2 separate regions of the Danio rerio genome follow, and region 2 is linked to region 1. Evidence: chromatin contacts called from public Micro-C data. All regions are on one chromosome and are shown on one strand. Each heading gives the region's core, a stretch centred on a gene start, on an enhancer-like site or on the middle of the called end of the contact. The rest is flanking DNA. Distances are from core to core; before and after follow the strand shown.

The links. Hi-C and Micro-C count contacts between places; a contact is called where the count stands out from the background.
Region 2: a contact with region 1 is called in a Micro-C map of caudal fin, with 4 times the contacts expected there. The contact joins the promoter of wdfy4 here to the promoter of ercc6 in region 1. A contact is called at or near these places in 3 of 18 Hi-C or Micro-C datasets (caudal fin, embryo and hematopoietic stem cells).

The regions. Positions count from the first base shown.
Region 1 is chr13:34,272,336-34,275,764 of GRCz12tu, reverse strand. It overlaps ercc6 (excision repair cross-complementation group 6), which reads right to left and starts at 1,638. Exons shown (of 20, transcript XM_683880.10): 1 at 1,503-1,638; 2 at 323-718; 3 at 85-205. The coding sequence starts at 708.
Region 2 is chr13:34,467,279-34,470,897 of GRCz12tu, reverse strand. wdfy4 (WDFY family member 4) reads left to right here and starts at 1,727. Exons shown (of 63, transcript XR_012388779.1): 1 at 1,727-1,847; 2 at 2,749-2,994. si:ch211-223a10.1 reads right to left here and starts at 583. Exons shown (of 10, transcript XM_068213074.2): 1 at 330-583.

The sequences.
Region 1 (3,429 bases), core at 389-2,888:
AAGACAGCATTTCCGACTAGAATTTCATATAATGCAGCAGTACAGGCTAAACCCAGCAAAACTAACAATCCAGCATATACTCACCTTATTCTCTTTTTGCCGTTTAACAGACTCAATTTTCCGACTGATATCCTTGCTAGAGGCAGCATGAGGGGTTAACTGCTCCAATATTTTGTTGATGTGTTTCAAAGCACTTGTACATGACCTGAAATGTTTTACAAACCAACCACATTACTGTAGATCAACCTCAAATTTGAGCTATTCATTTTTTGACACATATTGCACAATATTACAAGAGCAAGTAAGGCAGCCATAAATTCACCTGACGTCATCCAGTACAGACTCGTATTCTTTCTGGGCCTCAGCTTTAGCCGCAGCCTGGTTGGCTTCCTGAATGGCTCTGTCCACCTGCTGCAACACACCCTGCTCCAGGACATCTTGGTCGTAAACATCCACACCCAGACCTTGGAGCTCAGCGGCCTGAGAGCTGTGGTCCACCGATAGGATCTCCTGACGGTTGATCTGGAGCAGAGGTTGTGATTTTCTCGAATTCTGTGCCCCGACAGTCTCCGGACAGGCAGCCGCTGGCTCTTCCCTACTACTTCCAGGGATGGAAAGGCCATTGTCTTCTGGAGCTCCAGGAGTAAGAGCACTCACAGGGCTGGACAGGGGTGACAGGGCCTGGTCCTCGGTACCTTCTACTGGCATTGCTATGTCACTGTGAATTAGAATGGTCTAAGAGTGTAAAGTTTGGTTGTAAAATTTGAGTAACTGAACACCAAAGTAAGAGTATTTTAGCCTATATCAAGAATAACTAAAAAGAGTCGCTTTTTCAAGAATCACATTTTTAATTGTAAAAATGTGTTTTGAGCAATTACAATGACTGTTAAAGAACAAATAAACAGACATACACAATTTAACATTACAACAGTCTCAGATTTTACTGTATTAAATAATATCAACACAATGAAAGAAATAATTTTAAGGCAACCGCGGTTATGTTGATATTTTATCTTTTTTTCCACACACTGTCTTTTCTTACAGTATTAGAATGGTCTAAGACCATTTGAGTAACTGAACACCAAAGTACCAGTATTTAAATAACAGTAACAATAAAGCTCATATAAAAAAATACTATATAGAAAGAATCGCTTATATTATATTAATAGTCACATTTAAGATGTCTAAAAACATGTGTTTTGATCACTTAAAGTGTCTGTCAAAGAACAAAACAAGAGACATAACCTTACAAGACAAGACATTGCAACAGCCTCGGATTTTTTTTTCTTGAATAACGTTAACGTTATATAACATAAACCCAAAGCGATGAACGTATTAATTGTAAGGCAATCATGGGTCTCTTAATATTTTATTATTTTCTTTCAGACACCCAGTGTCTTACCAAACAGTATGTGCAGTTTGCTAAATGCTAACCGCTAGCATATTATTGTTTACACTCAGCTCAAATTAGACTTTAAAAAGCCCAATAGTAAACAACAAACCTTCACACCGACCCGACTCTTTCAAAAGATTTATTCGTTTATCGTGAAATCCATTAAAATCTCGGTTTTAGTAGGTTTTCTGTGTACTACTGTCTTGCATGTGAACTTGTTATACAATCACTGCATAATGAACTGTGAAGGGAGAGAGTGTAAGTTACCGTGTGGATGTCAGCTGCTGAGGAAACATGTCAAAATAAAAGTGCAGAGAGCTTTCGCTTTAATCATTATTTTACTATATATATATATATATATATATATATATATATATATATATATATATATATATATATATATATATATATATATATATATAAAGTTGTGTAGTTTTAGACTAACTGATTACTTATAATTTGCATTCTGTCATCAAACACTCAAATTCAGTGCTTGTAATTAGATTATATATTACGTTTTAAAAGAATCACAATTAAACAAAGGTTATTTTTTATATCGATAACGTTTTTATGTTATTATTGTTATTATGATGTACTATTATCTGTGTACCGGTTTACTACATGCGGATGTGATATAAATCAATCAAACAAACAACAAACAAACAAATAAAGCCCCCCTGTACAGTCATTTACTTTTTATTAAAACATTTCTTTGTTGTCCCAAACTGTGAAAAACTATATTAGTAGCTATAGTAGCTACTGTATATGGGTAATGTAGACAAACATATCTCAAACAAATTGAAACGTGTGAATGTAAAAAAATGTAAAACAAAAAGACAACAATTATTAAATAATTTTATAACAATAAAATAATATAAGCAAACATTTATTTAAGACATGCAAATGAGTACAAAGTACAAATGAAATAGATTAAAAAATAATAATACATGAGGGGCGAAGCAGTGGCAAAGTAGGGCAGCAAGAAGGTCACTGGGTCGCTGGTTCGAACCTCAGCTCAGTTGGCGTTTCTGTGTGGAGTTTGCATGTTCTCCCTGCGTTCGCGTGGGTTTCCTCCGGGTGCTCCAGGTTTCCCCCACAGACATTCGGTACAGGTGAATTGGGTAGGCTAAACTGTCCATAGTGTATGAGTGTGTGTGTGTGTGTGAATGTGTGTGTAGAGCAGTAGGTTGTGGTAAAAATATGCTGGATAAGTTGGCGGTTCATACTGCTGTGGCGACCCCGGATTAATAAAGGCACTAAGCTGAAAAGAAAATGAATGAATGAATAAAACGTGAATAAATTAAAGTGAAATTATATAAATGAAAAAAATATATAGAAAGGTATAAATATATGAATATCTATGAAAAAGATATATGAATATTTTATATATTCATATAAAAATATAATAAACTAGGGCAGCACAATCGCCTTACAGAAAGAAGGAATAATTTCAAATATATAAATTGTAAAATAAAATAGAAAGATATAAAACAAATATAAAATATATTTTATATAAATATAAGTTTTAAACAATTAATATAATTTATTTAAACGTTCACATTAGTAATTTGATATATTATCTGTAATAAATATTTTAACTGTGTTTAATGTCAGGATAGAAATCTCTCTCCAGGATTATCATATTTGAGGCTTCGTAGAACGTTTTACAAGATTATACAGCGCCCTCTTGAGTTCAGAGTTCAACATTTAATCTGTTCTACGAATTATAGTCTCTTCCATAATCGATGTTCTTTCAGACAATAGCAGCATTCAGCTTTATTAATTAGTTCAACTTGATACAAAAAAAAAAAACTCTTAATGCTAAGAATTTTCTCTGTTGTTTAGCATTGTTATGAGGCATTCGGTTGAATAATGTGATACTGGTGAATAGTCAGTAGATGGCGGAAGCTAACTGCTTTATCTTTTAATGGTTTCATAGCTTTTATCGTTAATGCCTCCAGACTTCGATAGGAGCAAAGGCCACAAAACACACCAGCAGTCTTCTGTCTTTTTAAGAGGCAAAGGGACGCGTGAAG
Region 2 (3,619 bases), core at 478-2,977, 200 kb before region 1:
GGAAACTCGATCGATCTCACCCCGCTGAACCGATTCAAATATACAACTTCCTGAAACCTGCAGCATTCTGCCAACCGTTCATTTACGCCTTCTTTCGGCCGAAGAAACCCATGGCTAAGTGCAAGATATTCATTATTTAATGATATTTGAATAATTTTGTTAGGTTCCTGCAGCCAATAGGTCTCGGTCCATTATAATACCGTTAGATAATCAATCATCCGATCCGACAAAACAGCCAATCTGATAATATGTAAATATACAGATCTGATTTGAGGAAAGCCCCGCCTTCTGTGGGTGGATTCAACCAATCGACAGAATGTATGTAATACCTTAAATGTCCTCTAGTGGATGCTTAGTGGCCCAAAGTACTCTCCATTAGAAATGCATTCGGTGTTTTCACTCCTCTGCAGACGTCTATAAGAACTAACTTATTGATTAACGCCATTGAAAAATGAAATTTCTTATTAAAATATATTTTTAAAAAGTAAGTAAATAAATAAAGATTCAGTTGCCTGGGTAACGTTAATTACATAAAACTTCCGCCGGTAATACCCGCCCATTATTTATTTCCTGTTTCCGTATTAGCGTCAAATTTAAAGTAAATTCATTCATTCATTCATTCATTCATTCATTCATTCATTCATTTTCGGCTTAGTCCCTTTATTAATCTGGGGTCACCACAGCGGAATGAACCGCCATTTAAAGTACAACCTATGTAAAATAAAAAAGCTGAAACAATTTCTAAGTTACATGTTTATTTTAGCAAGTTTTTCATAAAGTTATGTTACCTTTTTGTCGGACTAATGTGGCTCGTACTGTCTTTATGTCTGTCCTGTAACACATCTTTTTACATCTGTTCCTGACCATGCAAGACAGAACGCATGCTGGTATTGTTTTTTTTTTTTTTTTTGTGCTGAAGTAAACCAACCAAAATCCCATTCTCAGATAATTTAACCTATGGAGTCAAATCAGGGCCTTTTATACTTGAAACAAAAAATAGCATCTTGATCAACAGATCAGTAATCTTAAAATCACATGGTAAAAGATATTCTAATATTGTATACATATTTAAGCTATTATTTCGTTTAGTCATTAATTTTTAACTGTTCTTAAAAAAAATAATGAATGTATTTGTAACTAGGCATTGATAAAACTGTTTTATTATTGCTTGGGGTTTCACTTACTTTTATCTTAGTGTTTATTTTTTGTGACATTATTAGTTTTATATAATAAATCGATTAATTCTCTGAATTTTTAATTTAATTTACATTTTTACTTTTTTTACGGACTCCATTGTGTCTTTTTCATATTTGGACCCCAGATAGCCTATTTAAAATCCTCTCTATATAATATTTTTTGTAATATCTCAACTCACCACAAGATGTCGCCATTGCTCTTTGTTTGAATTATTTACGCTCTGTCAATTATCAGAATCACTTTAAACACCAGAGGGCATAGACACTATCTACATTTCCTCAGACAATTTTTTTTTTTTTTTTGATTGGTCGATTTAGAATATTCATTTTGGAATAATACAACTAATGCAGCCCTGTTGATCTTCTGCTGTGTGGAAAACACACGCACATATGTGCGCTTTGAAAATACTTCTGCTTTTTTTACTAGGAAGTGAAGCACATGACCAGGCGCAGCTGATGTCAGAGTTTCACATTGTGCAAAGTTCAGCCAGCCGGTGTGGATAAGGCAGATTAGGAGGCATGTATGAACTGGCCATTCACTCACCGAGCGTTGTTGTGACATGGGAAGCCAGAGGAAAGCCTTCTGTCCAGCCATAAAACGACGTACACAAGCCTTGTCAATGACTTGAGATGCCACCTACTAAACAACAGGTACGTTTTAGATTGGAGCATACTGAACTGAAGTATCACATAATACTTTCAATGGTTAATTCCTTTATACTGCATATGCAAACATCAGATGTTGACAGCTTTATTTTGAGAGGTCGCCGTTTATTTTGGGGCGTGAGTGTTTTACTGTAAGTGCATTTAAACCTGTTCTGTCACCTGGAGACTCAACTTAAAGGTAGAGATAAACAAGGAAGCTTGCTTGATTTTAGCTAAGTGTTTCATAAGCCTCATTTGTTTGCCATCCAACTGATTTGTTTGGTCAGATTTCATTGCATAAGAGCCAGGGCGACTGCTAAAGAGCGTCAAGAAACGTTACTGCTGTTAAGGCTGTAAATAAAATAAGAAGATGACATTCAAGTGTTGTATTTAGATAGTGAATGAATAAACTAGTGAGGGACTGTGCAGTGCAAATATGTCATTTATTCTGGAATGCAAGTTGTCCTCCCTGTAGCAAAACAAGCCCACATCTTGACATCACAAGATCACATTAACGTGTGAACAGCTGATTGTAAGATGCAGGAAAACCCACTGAATTACTGCTGTGATTTGGCAATTGAAGGAAAGCAGTTAAAGATCAGTATTTCATTGTCAAACATTTCCTTTTCTACGATTTTGCATGAGATTTTAATAATGAATATGTTTAAAAGTTTTAGATAACTCAAGAGAGTGTGTTTTATCTTAAAGTTATGGTACTGACCAAGTACCCTAAAGATCTGTACTGTAGTAGCCCAGATATTTCTTTTGGGAAGAATTTGATGGATAAAAATCTAAAAAGGTTGTTTTCGTGGCACATTCTTGAAGATCCAGTAAATGTTTTGAGATGTTTTATCTGTATCGACAGTAAGTGTCTTTGTGTAATTTTATTTATTTTTATTTTTTAAAGGAGCCGGATGCGGAAATGGACAGAGTCAGTAAGGAGAATGGGGAACTCAGCGCATCAGGGGAGAGTGCAGAGAGCATAGAACTGAAAGCCAGCCAAATCAACAGTGATAAAAATGAGGACCTGAAAGAAGACAATGATCTAGAGGAGGTTCTGAGAGAGCAGCTAATTCAGCTGGATACTATAAACCAACAGTCACCAGAACAAAGAGAGCAAGAGCTCAGCCGACTCCTGCTTCTGTTCATTCAGGTACAGTAAATCAGTGGGACAACTGAATAAAAATGTTGGGGCGCAAATGTTATTTAATCACAGACACAACTTCATATTATACATGAGCATATCACATGAGTAGCAGTGTGATATGGCTGGATTTCGGCACTGGTGGGAGTTGGGCCTTACGCCCCATTCACACGGGGCTTCAGAATCAATGCTTGACTGAAGGCGTGTCTGAAGCCGTGCCAATCAGGTCGCTTACTGCAAATACACCATTTCAAACAGTAGCCTATTGCTGACTAATTAAATTGGCTGACACTGCTATAATGATCGCGTCAGCCAATTAAATTAGTCAGCAATAGGCCACTGTCTGAGCTGGTGTATTTGCAATAAGGCATCTGATTGGCTGACGGTTCCTTTGGCGCTTGAAAAGTTGAACAAGTCTCAACTTCTGCAGCAAGCAACGCCTCTAAAGCGGTGCCGATGGATCCACAATGCATTTTGGCAACGCCTGATGTCACCCATTTAAAATGAATGGAAAGTGTCTCACCAGTGATGATATACAACCTTATCGCACTGCTACTCATGTGATATTGCGCTTATACAACAGTTCGACAGCATAATCGTGTGTATAAAAAAGAAAATCAAACAAGAGAGTCTT